Regions from separate parts of the Mus musculus genome. Here region 2 is linked to region 1. A link is a contact called in public Hi-C data. All regions are on one chromosome and are shown on one strand. The core of a region is the stretch at or near the end of the contact, and the rest is flanking DNA. Distances in the headings are between cores, read along the strand shown.

Region 1 (5,085 bases), core at 26-2,525:
CAGATTTTCTTGGCCAATCACTCTGGGAACTGAGCACAAAGCTGAATGCTTTATAGTATGAGTGGACAGTCTCCTGCACTGCCCATTTGCAACCTCTATAGTATCCATCCCTGTAGGGAGACCAGGGACCATGGAAAAGAGAAGAATTTGAGGAGAAAATAACTCTACTTGGGAGTACAAGCTCCAGGAAATGCAGGTATAGCCAGGCTGGAGCACTGTGCATGAGAATCTCAAATGTGCACATCTTCAGCAACCAGGCAGATTTTGGAGTAAGAGGAATAGGCCTCTAGGGACATCTGGGAATCAAGAGATGGTGCTCATCTCTCAGAGGTACTCAGCCCCCATCACCTGTTTCCTTGTGATTCAGATGTATCATCAAATTTCCCAACGCTAGCAGTGTGACTCCAATGACAGAATACTTGCCTAGCATGTACAAAGTACCCTAACTACTACATAAATCAGGTGTGATGGTACAAGACTGGAATCCCAATTGGGGAAGTAGAGGCAGGAAGATCAGATGTTCAAGATTTATCCTCAGCTGCATAGTAAGTTGGAGAATGGTCTGGGCTACCTAAGACTCTGAATCAAAAAATCAAGAGAAGGAGAGGAAAAAGAAGGAGTAGGAGAAGGATGGGGGAGAGGAGAGGATGGGGAGAAGGAGGTGAAGCGGATGGGGAGGAGGAGTAGAGGAAGAAGAAGAGGAGGAGGAAGAGGGGGAGAAGAAGAGAAGAAGAGGAAGAAGAGGAAGAAAGAGGAGGAGGAGAAGATGACGACAATGATGATGACACAGGAGCCTATTTATGCATCTGCATCCTGCAGGGGCTCTGTACCCTGTCCCATCACCAAGCCTGTGCTTTGACTCCACACTTGACACTCCAGTCTGTTCCTCCCAATAGCTGTAGATCTGACTTTGTCCACCCAAGTCCTCCTCTCTGCTTGAGAGTGTGTTTTGTTTGTTTCAGATTTTGTCTTTGTTTTTTTTTTTCTTTGAGGTAGGACAAATAAGATTTTAAGACTAAAAAAAGGAGAAGAAGCCAACAACAAAGAAGAGAGGAAATCAAGCAAGCTTCCCCAGCCCGATGAGTAAGCCATGTGAATGCTCATCCCTCCTTTTAGTCTAGGCTTAAACTCAGTGTCAAGTACACAGTAGACAGTAAATGTCAGTGACCTAATGACACAGTGGAAGGACAGACTTGAAGGCTCATATAGATGTCACGCCGTCTGTCCTCTAAGGAATGATACCCAGGCTCTATAGCAGAAATGCTCAGCCTCAGATGAGCAAGCTGAGGCTGATGAAGTCGGGGTCAGACTGGGAGAGGAGGAAGGTAGAGAATTTCAAATCACTTTGTCTGAGTCAGAGTTGGGATATGTCACTTGGAGACAGAAAGTCTGTATTTGAGTCATTGCTCTCCTAATTAGGAACTCTGCGATTTGGGACCAATCGTGAATTCCACATGGATGCAGTTTCTGCATCTGGAGACAGAGACCGGGAGTACAGAGTTACCAGGGGTAATAGGGGTGGGGTGGGAGGTGAGTAAGAGAACGGATTTTAAAGTGCTTTGTAAACAGAAAATCAGTCCAGGCAGGAGAGAGAAGAACAAGAGAGTCCAGTCACGCAGAAGCTGGTGAGTCAGAGGGACAGTTTGGGGCCAGTTTGTTTCCTGGGCCATCTGCATCACTGAACTGTCAAGACAGCTGTTAGCTTAGCCTTGCCTTGAGTCACCCTGAGTAACAGGTGTCTGGCTCATCCAAAGCTTGACTCCAACCTAGTTGGTCGGATGACCTAGTGGGGATAAACTCGGGAATTTGGCCAGTAAGAGAAGAGAGCTGATTGAAACCAAAAGAGAAAGCAATATTCCCCACCTGGCCCAAGGACATCTGGATCATCTACGAAACTCAACAGATCATCTGTCTCCAAGGTCCACCTGTAATGATTTTTCCTGGGCTTCCATGTTGGAAAGGAAGGCTCATAAAGGCACAAGTGCATCCAGGGTGTAAATTATTTATGTGCATGGCATGTGAGTTTCCATGATCTTTTAACAAAATATACATCTGGCAACCCCTTCTAAACAATCACAGACTCTCTGGTTTTCAGCAGGGAGCAAGGCAATAAAAGCCAGCCGCAGATTAAATCCCTCTGGCCTTAGCATCATCAGTCAGAGGCTAGATAAATGATAAAGAACGTGGGCCATCACCAGAGCTATGTCACTTTGGGCCACTTAACCTCTCTAAGTCTCAGCTTCTATCATGAGAAAATGGAAATAATCATGGCCACTTTCCAGAAAGGTTGCTAGGACTAATGTGTCTGCAAGATGCTAACTACAAAGCTTATCTCAGAGAAAGTCTAAAATGACAGATAAGATGTTCACTTCTACAGCAACCTAAGAAGTCAAGCTTAGGCCTAGGCTCTTTCTTATGGAGATATGGAATATTCTAGATGATTAAAAGTAGAGCTTCCACCTAATCAAAACTATTTAGAACGGGACCTGGAGAGATGGCTCAGTAGTTAAGAGTACATGTTGTTCCTGCCGAGGACCTGGGTTTGGTTCTCAGCACCAACACCATCTGGCCCACAACTGCCAATCACTCCGGCTCCAAGGAATCTGACACCCTTTTCTGGCACCAGAAGCACCATAGTCATATATCACACACACGCACACACATATAAATGCACATACATGCATACATACATACATACATACATACATGCAATTTTTTAATTTTCTGGTTAATTTTGGTGTGTGATATATTTATTTACTTCCAAGGTTTTTAATAATAATGTAAAAAACGAATAAATAAAATAAACCTTTAAAAGAATAAGATGACTTAGAAAAACATCTGAGGTCAACTTTGAATCCTCAATATGACAAACACTCTCTCACACACATAAATGTACACACACACACATGCACATGCACACACAAACATATACATACACACACACACACACACACACACTTGCATGCACACTCACACACACATACACACACACACACACACACACTATTTTTGAAGGCCTGCCATAAGCTCTTAGAAGCAGCCATGAGGACCTCTCTCTCTCTTTTGGAGAGTTACAAGCCACCCAGGATGGCTGCAGTGCTTCTAATATGCTTTGCTTCTTGTTCCTGTCATTCCTGTTTGTTCTCATACAGGACGGCTTGGGACTTTACTTGACAAAAGGATTTTTTCTTAATAATAATAATAATAATAATAATAATAATAATAAAATCAATCAACCTCTGCACTGTAAAAATTCAGAAACTAAACCCCACAGAGTTGTAACTGGTTCAGGACACACTGGAACTGTCCAATACAGAAGCCTGCATTCCACATCTCTGAGCGCTTGTTGAGCATAGATCGTAATTAGTCTGGATTATTAATTATTGGGCAATTACTGCCTCTGATGCAACTCTTCTGTCTTCAGGTCAGTGTTCTGGTTTTGTGCCATCCATTCCTTCTCTTATAATACACAGGTAGAAAAGGTCTTTGTTCCATCTAGAGCGAAGGGGAGACCCCTCCCCCTCCCCGCTGCACTTACTTGCCTGGGATCAGTAATACCAAGAGACTTCATCCTATTGGTTTTCATTGACATTCAAGTTGGTTCACATAAATACAAATCACAATAAATAAAGGAGGGAGAAAAATAAAGGTTGTGGAGAATCCATGAAATCCTGAACAGAAGGGTTCTGTGTTCACACTGCATTTACTCCCAAGAAAATCATTAAAATTTTCAGTGTGATATTCCCACATGTGTATTCCAGGCAGCTGCTTAATATTTACCTGAGCCAGGCCCTGGCCCCAGCACTTAGCACCTGTCTTCTCAGGTAAGTCTCTCAAAAAGCCAAACAGGCAAGTATTATGATTGCCATTTATTTTTTTTTTCAGACAAGAAAAGGCAGAGACTGGAGCAAGTAAACAGGGGAAAGCATCATTAATTTGGAAATGGTATCCTCTCTCTTAACCATCCCGTTAGCCAGCTTTCTGTTACTGTAATGAGATGCCAGAGGTAAGAACCTAAATAAGGAAGCTTTATTTGGGCTCACAGTTTTGAAAGTTTCAGTTCAAGAGAGCTTGGCCCTGTTGCTGCCTGTGGTAGCATTGGATGGAAGAGACCTAGAGGTCTTACAGCTCTGTACAAAAGAAAGAGAAAGAGGAGACCAGGGCTCCACAATCCCTTTCAATGATAACCCACTGACCAAATACCTACCCCAAACATGTTTTTAAAGGTTCTACCACCTCTCAGGGGGAACCAAGCTGCAGGCCAGACTGTTAACATATAGACCTTTAAGGATAATAAGATCCAAAATATAGGGTGCCAGCAGGATAGTTCAGCAAGTGAGGGTACCTGCTGCATAAATCCAGTAGCAAGGAAAACTTCTTCACTGCACTTAGATGTGAGCCAGACGCATCACCTGAGATCCAAGACATTGCAAAACTATGGTCCAATCCTGGAAGAAAGGTAGCCATGTTTTGCCAGTATCTATCTCCAAGAGCTAGGCCCATTTGGAAGGGATGCTCAGAGGAAGCGTGACCCCTACCATTCTTCTTAGACAGTCGCCTTGGAAGCCACCTCCCACAACTGTGCCTTCTGTCTCCTGACCAAAAACAGGACAGTTGATGGTGGAAGAAAAGCTGCATCACACCTAGGCAGCACAGTAGAGCTGATCATGACGGTAGGGGCATGGGTAAGCTGGCCCCAAGGGTGTGAACAAGGGAGAGCTGGACTCACAAGCTCGTCTGCTATGTAGTGACATAGGCAAGGAAGAGATGCGTACCTCTTGCCCCTTACCGCCAATGGCAAGAGGGGAACTGACCCTGATGTCGTCAGAATGGGAGACCTGGCCCCGCCACTCACCTGTTGCAGGCCTTCCTTGGGAAAGCAGGCCCTGTACCTCACCTGGGCAGCACAGTAGAGTTGGCTCTGGATGTGGGGGTTGCAGGTGAGCCAACCCAAGTGTATGAGTATGGGAGAGCTGGCCCTGCCTCTTGTCTGCTAGGCAGCAGTGCAAATTAGGGCAAGATACCCTCCTCCCCTCCTCCATCTCTTGCTGTCTATGGCAGGCAGAAGGCCTGGACCCCAGTTCA
Region 2 (5,045 bases), core at 1,216-3,715, 240 kb before region 1:
AATGTTAAACTGCATAAAGAGCCGAGATGATTAAATATAGATGAGTGGCCATGGGTTCTACACTGCCCACCTTCTTCATAGGTTTAGGAGACAGATTTTGGCTCCTTTGGGTCTTCTGACCTTGGAGTAGAGAGGAAGTTGAGTCGTGTTCAGCATAGAGAGTGAGAATGTGCATATCCATGGAGACACACAGCTTCATTTGTGGGAGGCTCATTGTTTAGATTGGGAGGTCTAAGGTCTTCAGTGAGTCACATTCACTCCCTAACATGTATTGTAATGAGCAAAAACCCAAGAGAGACTGTCTTTCCAAATGACTCATATTTATTATAAAATTACTCAACATAACAGGATTATTCAATATAAAATTGACTAATCTGGTTAAACCGTACTTCCTTATTAAGTGAGATACAGTGTAATGGAGGTTTATATACCCTCTTTGAGGGGAGCCAAGGCTACAGTGCCCCAGACTTTGCACAGGAGTTCTGGGTATTTGTGCCCTCAGAAACAACCTGGCCCAGTGAGTCTGGAATGAGAGTCAGAGCTCCTAGCTGGAGGCCAAACCATTGAGCACAGGGAAAACAGATGTAAGTGTCATGAAACGATGGGAGTCCAGGTTCTCACACTCTGAAAAACACAGTATAGTATGTGCTATATGCTAGAGGGCTAGTATTTGCTGACTCTGCATTTCTCTCCTATATTAAATACTTTTGAGGTTCTACAACACACTGCTGTGATATTTGAGTCTGACACTAGTTAGGGCAGTGGATTGGTATGGGAAGCTGTTAAGGAATATGGAGTCAAAATTCAACATATAGCCTACTGTACAAAAGGCATGGGTAATTAGGACTGCAGGCATAGTGTTTTGTGGCTGTTATGCTAATGTTTTATTTGTTGGTTGGTTTCTGATGCATTTAATAAGGACAAAATTGCACAGACGGTGATGATTTATTTCATCATGTGGATCCGTTTGGATCATTTTAGCAAAATATTTTAAACTGGATAACATGTATAGGATAGACTTTATTACTCATAATTTGGTAGGCAGAACAGTTTAAGTTCAAGGTATTGGTGTATTCAGTGTCTTATTCCTCATCAGTGGCCCTTCTGTGTTTCATCTCATAGGGGAGGACAAGACAGCTTCTGGAATTTAGAGGGAGAGAGAGAGAGAGAGAGAGAGAGAGAGAGAGAGAGAGAGAGAGAGAGAGAGAGTTTTACATGTTACCCAGACTGTCTCAAACTCATTATGTAGCAGAAAATGACCTTGAACTTATCTTCCTACCTCTTCCAAGTCCAAGGAGCTAGCATTACAGATGTACAGCACACGTGATTAATGCAGCACAGAGTATAGATAGAGCCAAGGACTTTGTGTATTGCTGGCAAGAGCTCTACGGACTGAGCTCCATCTCCAGCCCCATTCTGGGACTTCTTTTATAGGGGTGCCAAACTCATTTACAACAGCAAAGCTTATAGGCCCATTCACATCCCCAAGTAAGTCCCTGCTATATAAAACGATTATTACTTTGATGGTTAGATTTTCTATGGGTTATACGAGGCTGTGAACATTGGAAAGGAACAATAAAGGGGAGGATTTGTTTTGTTTTGTTTTATTTTTTTCCACCTTAAAAAAAAAGGTTGGTCATTTTCTCCCTTCACTTCTTTCTTTATAGAAGAGAAAGCACAAGGCTCATGGCCATCCTCAAACCAGTGCATCTAGGATAAAGATCCATGGATTCTGGTCCTTGTCCAGAGTACTATTCCCCAAGCTACTGCCCCATGCCAGACTTTGAAGTGTCATCTTAGGGTAAAGCGATGGTTGGTCTTTGCATCTGTCTTTCCCCCTCCCAACAGAGGGACCCTTCAGTTGTTTTCATTTTTTTCTCCCCTGCCAGTTGCTGGACATGGCTTTCACAAGTACTGCAAGTGTGAATTACCTATGGTTACATCTCCTGGTTGGAATCTATGGCAGTCAATACTTTCCCAGGATGGCATCCCTCAGCAAGACTGGAGTCAATACGTGTTGAGGAGGCAATCAGCCAAGTATCCATTAGCTCTCTGGTCTTTGTTTAGAACTGCAAGCGTTCGTAAAGCAGCATTGGTTAATTATTCCTGTAGCAAGGGATAGATACCATTCCCCAAGTTGCTAAAGCAGAAGGAGATGCAGCAGACCCAGAACACAAGAATGAGCATCACGTGATGGGGAAGGAAAGGGTCACAGGTGCACGGAGGCCAGTACTTCAGTAGTATTGGTGCTCTGTTTAGTTCTCATGCCCACATGCCCCTGCATGTTGGCTTCATCCTGCACAAAGTAAGGAAATGCTCACAGCTGTACAGAAATGAACACAGTGGAATATACTTCCTGACGTATGACTGCAAATGGACAGGGGTTAATGGATGGTCTATATAAAGGAGCCTTACAGGGAGAGTGACATTTTGTTAATGTCTACTCTGGAAGCTGGACTGAATGCCTGTGATGAGTAATCTTCACTGTCAACTTGATCAGATTTAGAAACACTTCTCTGGGCATGTTCATAGAAGTGTTTCCTGAAAGGTTTAACTGAAGATGAAAAACCTCACTCTGAACATGGGTGGCACAATGCCAGTGAGCTGGGGTCTCAGACTAAATAACAAGGAGAAAGTGAGCCGGAAACCAGAGTTAATGTCTCTGTCACTTCCTGACTGCATATATGATGTGACTAGCTGTCACACACTCCTGGTGCCTCGCCTTCCTCAAAATAATGGAAAGTGCCTTCAACCCACGAGCCAAACTAAACCTTTCTTCGTTTAGCAGTATTATTAAGGGATTTCATCTCAGCAACAAGAAAAGTAACTGTTACAGATGCTTGGGCGCAGATTCATGATACTAAGAGAGATGGAAAGAGTGCACATGTACAAGAGAGAGAGTTAATTTCAAGTCACCTGATCCAGGAATGGGAGGGGAGGGTGTTCTCAGTCTAGGGGGGAGGCCTGTCCTAGACAAGCAGGGCACGCTTCCCATTTGAACAGGTTTGGAAGAAGCCCGGCACCAAATGGATTCTTCTGAAGCAATATTGGGCTTGTTTTTCTGTAGGCTTGACTGGCTCACATGCAGCTGTCCAACGTCCACTTTTAAACTGTGCTTCTCCAAGGACTGACGTCCACAGTCTCATCCCATCCACAAGGTAATGGGGAAAGCTCTACAAAGTAGGACTTAGCCCAGGTTGCTACTGCTGCTGGGTCCGTGTTGACTGAGTACCATCTCCACTTTCATCCAAATGATGATTGATTGGTCCACTGACAGGCACTTGAATTAAGTCAGACCCATCAGAGAATTTCCATACACTGTGCTAAGCAATGAACAGTCTGAATTCTCAAATTACTCATAGCTGTTTTTCCTGTCATCTCTGCCTCTTGCTTACAAAATTTGATGACCACATGGGTTAAAGGCAGAGTCTTCACAAGATTGCCCTACTCAGATACCAGCCCCAAATCCCAGGGAGAACCCACATGACTAAAAGACTAATTACAAATTAAGAAGGTCTCATAGTCTCTTCAGAGTTAATAATTTGTCAGGCCCTCAGAATTTTCTGAAAGGGCTACATTGTTCATGATCACAGCTTAATTATAACAGATGCACTTGAAGAGCAGCTAGACAGAAGATTTAAATAGAAAGAATGATCAGTTTCTTTGTTTTTGGTCTAGTTTTGTAAGTTTGCTTATAGTCCATTATTAGGGGAAGCCAATCAGAGGATGACAGGCATCCGAAGGTAGGAACTGAAGCAGAGAACTCTTGCTTGTACATAAGGAAGAACGTTGATTACTGGCTTGCTCCTTGGGTTCATGTCCAGCTACTTGCCAGGACCACTTGCCCAGGGACTGTAATGCCCCTAGTAAGCTGGATTTTCCCACCTAATCAGTAATCAAGAAGATGCCCTTGTGTTACCTCATCAGACTTGGCTATGGTTCAAAGTGAGAGAGGCATGTCCTCAGTTGTGACTCCCTCTTCCCAGATGAGTCTAGATTTATGTCAAGTTGACAAAGCCCTTTCTTCGTGGAATCCAGGCACATCACTTTCCTAATGCATCCATGCATCCACTAATCAGCAAACTCTTAACTCTCAAGTATAACAGTTTTTTTTTTCTTTCTGGTCTGCTATTATACAGATACTGTTAGTTAAATCCTTAGCGTTGTGACTGAACTGTCTCCAGCCCCTCTTTTCGCTGAAGGCTTAGCTATCTAGTTCAAAGTTTAGGTACATCCCTGGTGATGTACCTGGTCTTTGTTTGGTGACCAGTCCCTACCCTAAAACTACCTGGAAGCTACCATGAGTTATTTATGTAGAATAATAAAGACATTTCATCACTCAGGAGACTCCAAGGTTCTAGAAGCTATGTTCTGGAAATTGGGGCAAAGACTATATATTTCCTTTATTATACCATACACATACATATGGTTGAATCACAAATTTATCTCTCAGTTCGTGTCTCTCCTGAAATCTAGACTCTCGGATATAACTGCCATTTGGATATCATCTTCAGGAGTTAGTGCCAATCTGTCAACATCCCGAAATAAACTCCTATTCCCTACCCCACAATTCTCTCCCTCCAAAATATACTTTTTTTCTGTACTTTTTTAAACAAATTCCATCAAATTACCATCTACCCAGCTAACTGAACCTAAGACCCAGCTTCACAATTATCTACAAATGAGCTCCTCATTTCACACGTTTCCTTCTGATGAAGTCCTGGTTAACTCGCTGGACAGTAAACCTTTGCTGATCTCCCAGGATTGCTTAAGTGACCTGCACTTCCACAAGTATGGTGCTCATCCTGCAGAGCAGTGATTTCCTGCTTCTCTCTCTTACTCACTAGCTTGGTGAGGAGATTAATTGCATCTGTCTTATTTACTTATCCTTGTCCCTGGCACACGGAACTTAATATCTTTATCCTGAATGCATGGCTAAAGTGCTTTGAATACAGAGTGTTTCAAAATGAGGCCCTGCCTGCCATGATGGTTTTCTCTTCTATTGCTGTATCGATTTTCCTACAGAAGATGCTCCAGTGTATTAT

Evidence for each region. Hi-C and Micro-C count contacts between places; a contact is called where the count stands out from the background.
Region 2: a Hi-C map of the N1E-115 cell line shows a contact between it and region 1, with 11 times the contacts expected there. The contact joins two enhancer-like sites. A contact is called at or near these places in 7 of 484 Hi-C or Micro-C datasets (the C2C12 cell line, the HL-1 cell line, the N1E-115 cell line and 3 more) and 4 of 115 datasets of contacts at active chromatin or transcription factors (VIP interneurons, fibro-adipogenic progenitors, heart atrium and 1 more).

The regions. Positions count from the first base shown.
Region 1 is chr11:43,916,286-43,921,370 of GRCm38.p6, reverse strand. No RefSeq gene overlaps it. Among named protein-coding and RNA genes, the nearest start is that of Gm12153, 40 kb to the left of the region's middle. Within about 2 kb of position 1,275, at least 55 of the 459 cell types and tissues checked have an H3K27ac peak or open chromatin away from gene starts, as enhancers often do. A contact at or near this core is called in the N1E-115 cell line, where this site is marked.
Region 2 is chr11:44,159,576-44,164,620 of GRCm38.p6, reverse strand. No RefSeq gene overlaps it. Among named protein-coding and RNA genes, the nearest start is that of Gm12153, 200 kb to the right of the region's middle. Within about 2 kb of position 2,465, at least 8 of the 459 cell types and tissues checked have an H3K27ac peak or open chromatin away from gene starts, as enhancers often do. A contact at or near this core is called in the N1E-115 cell line, where this site is marked.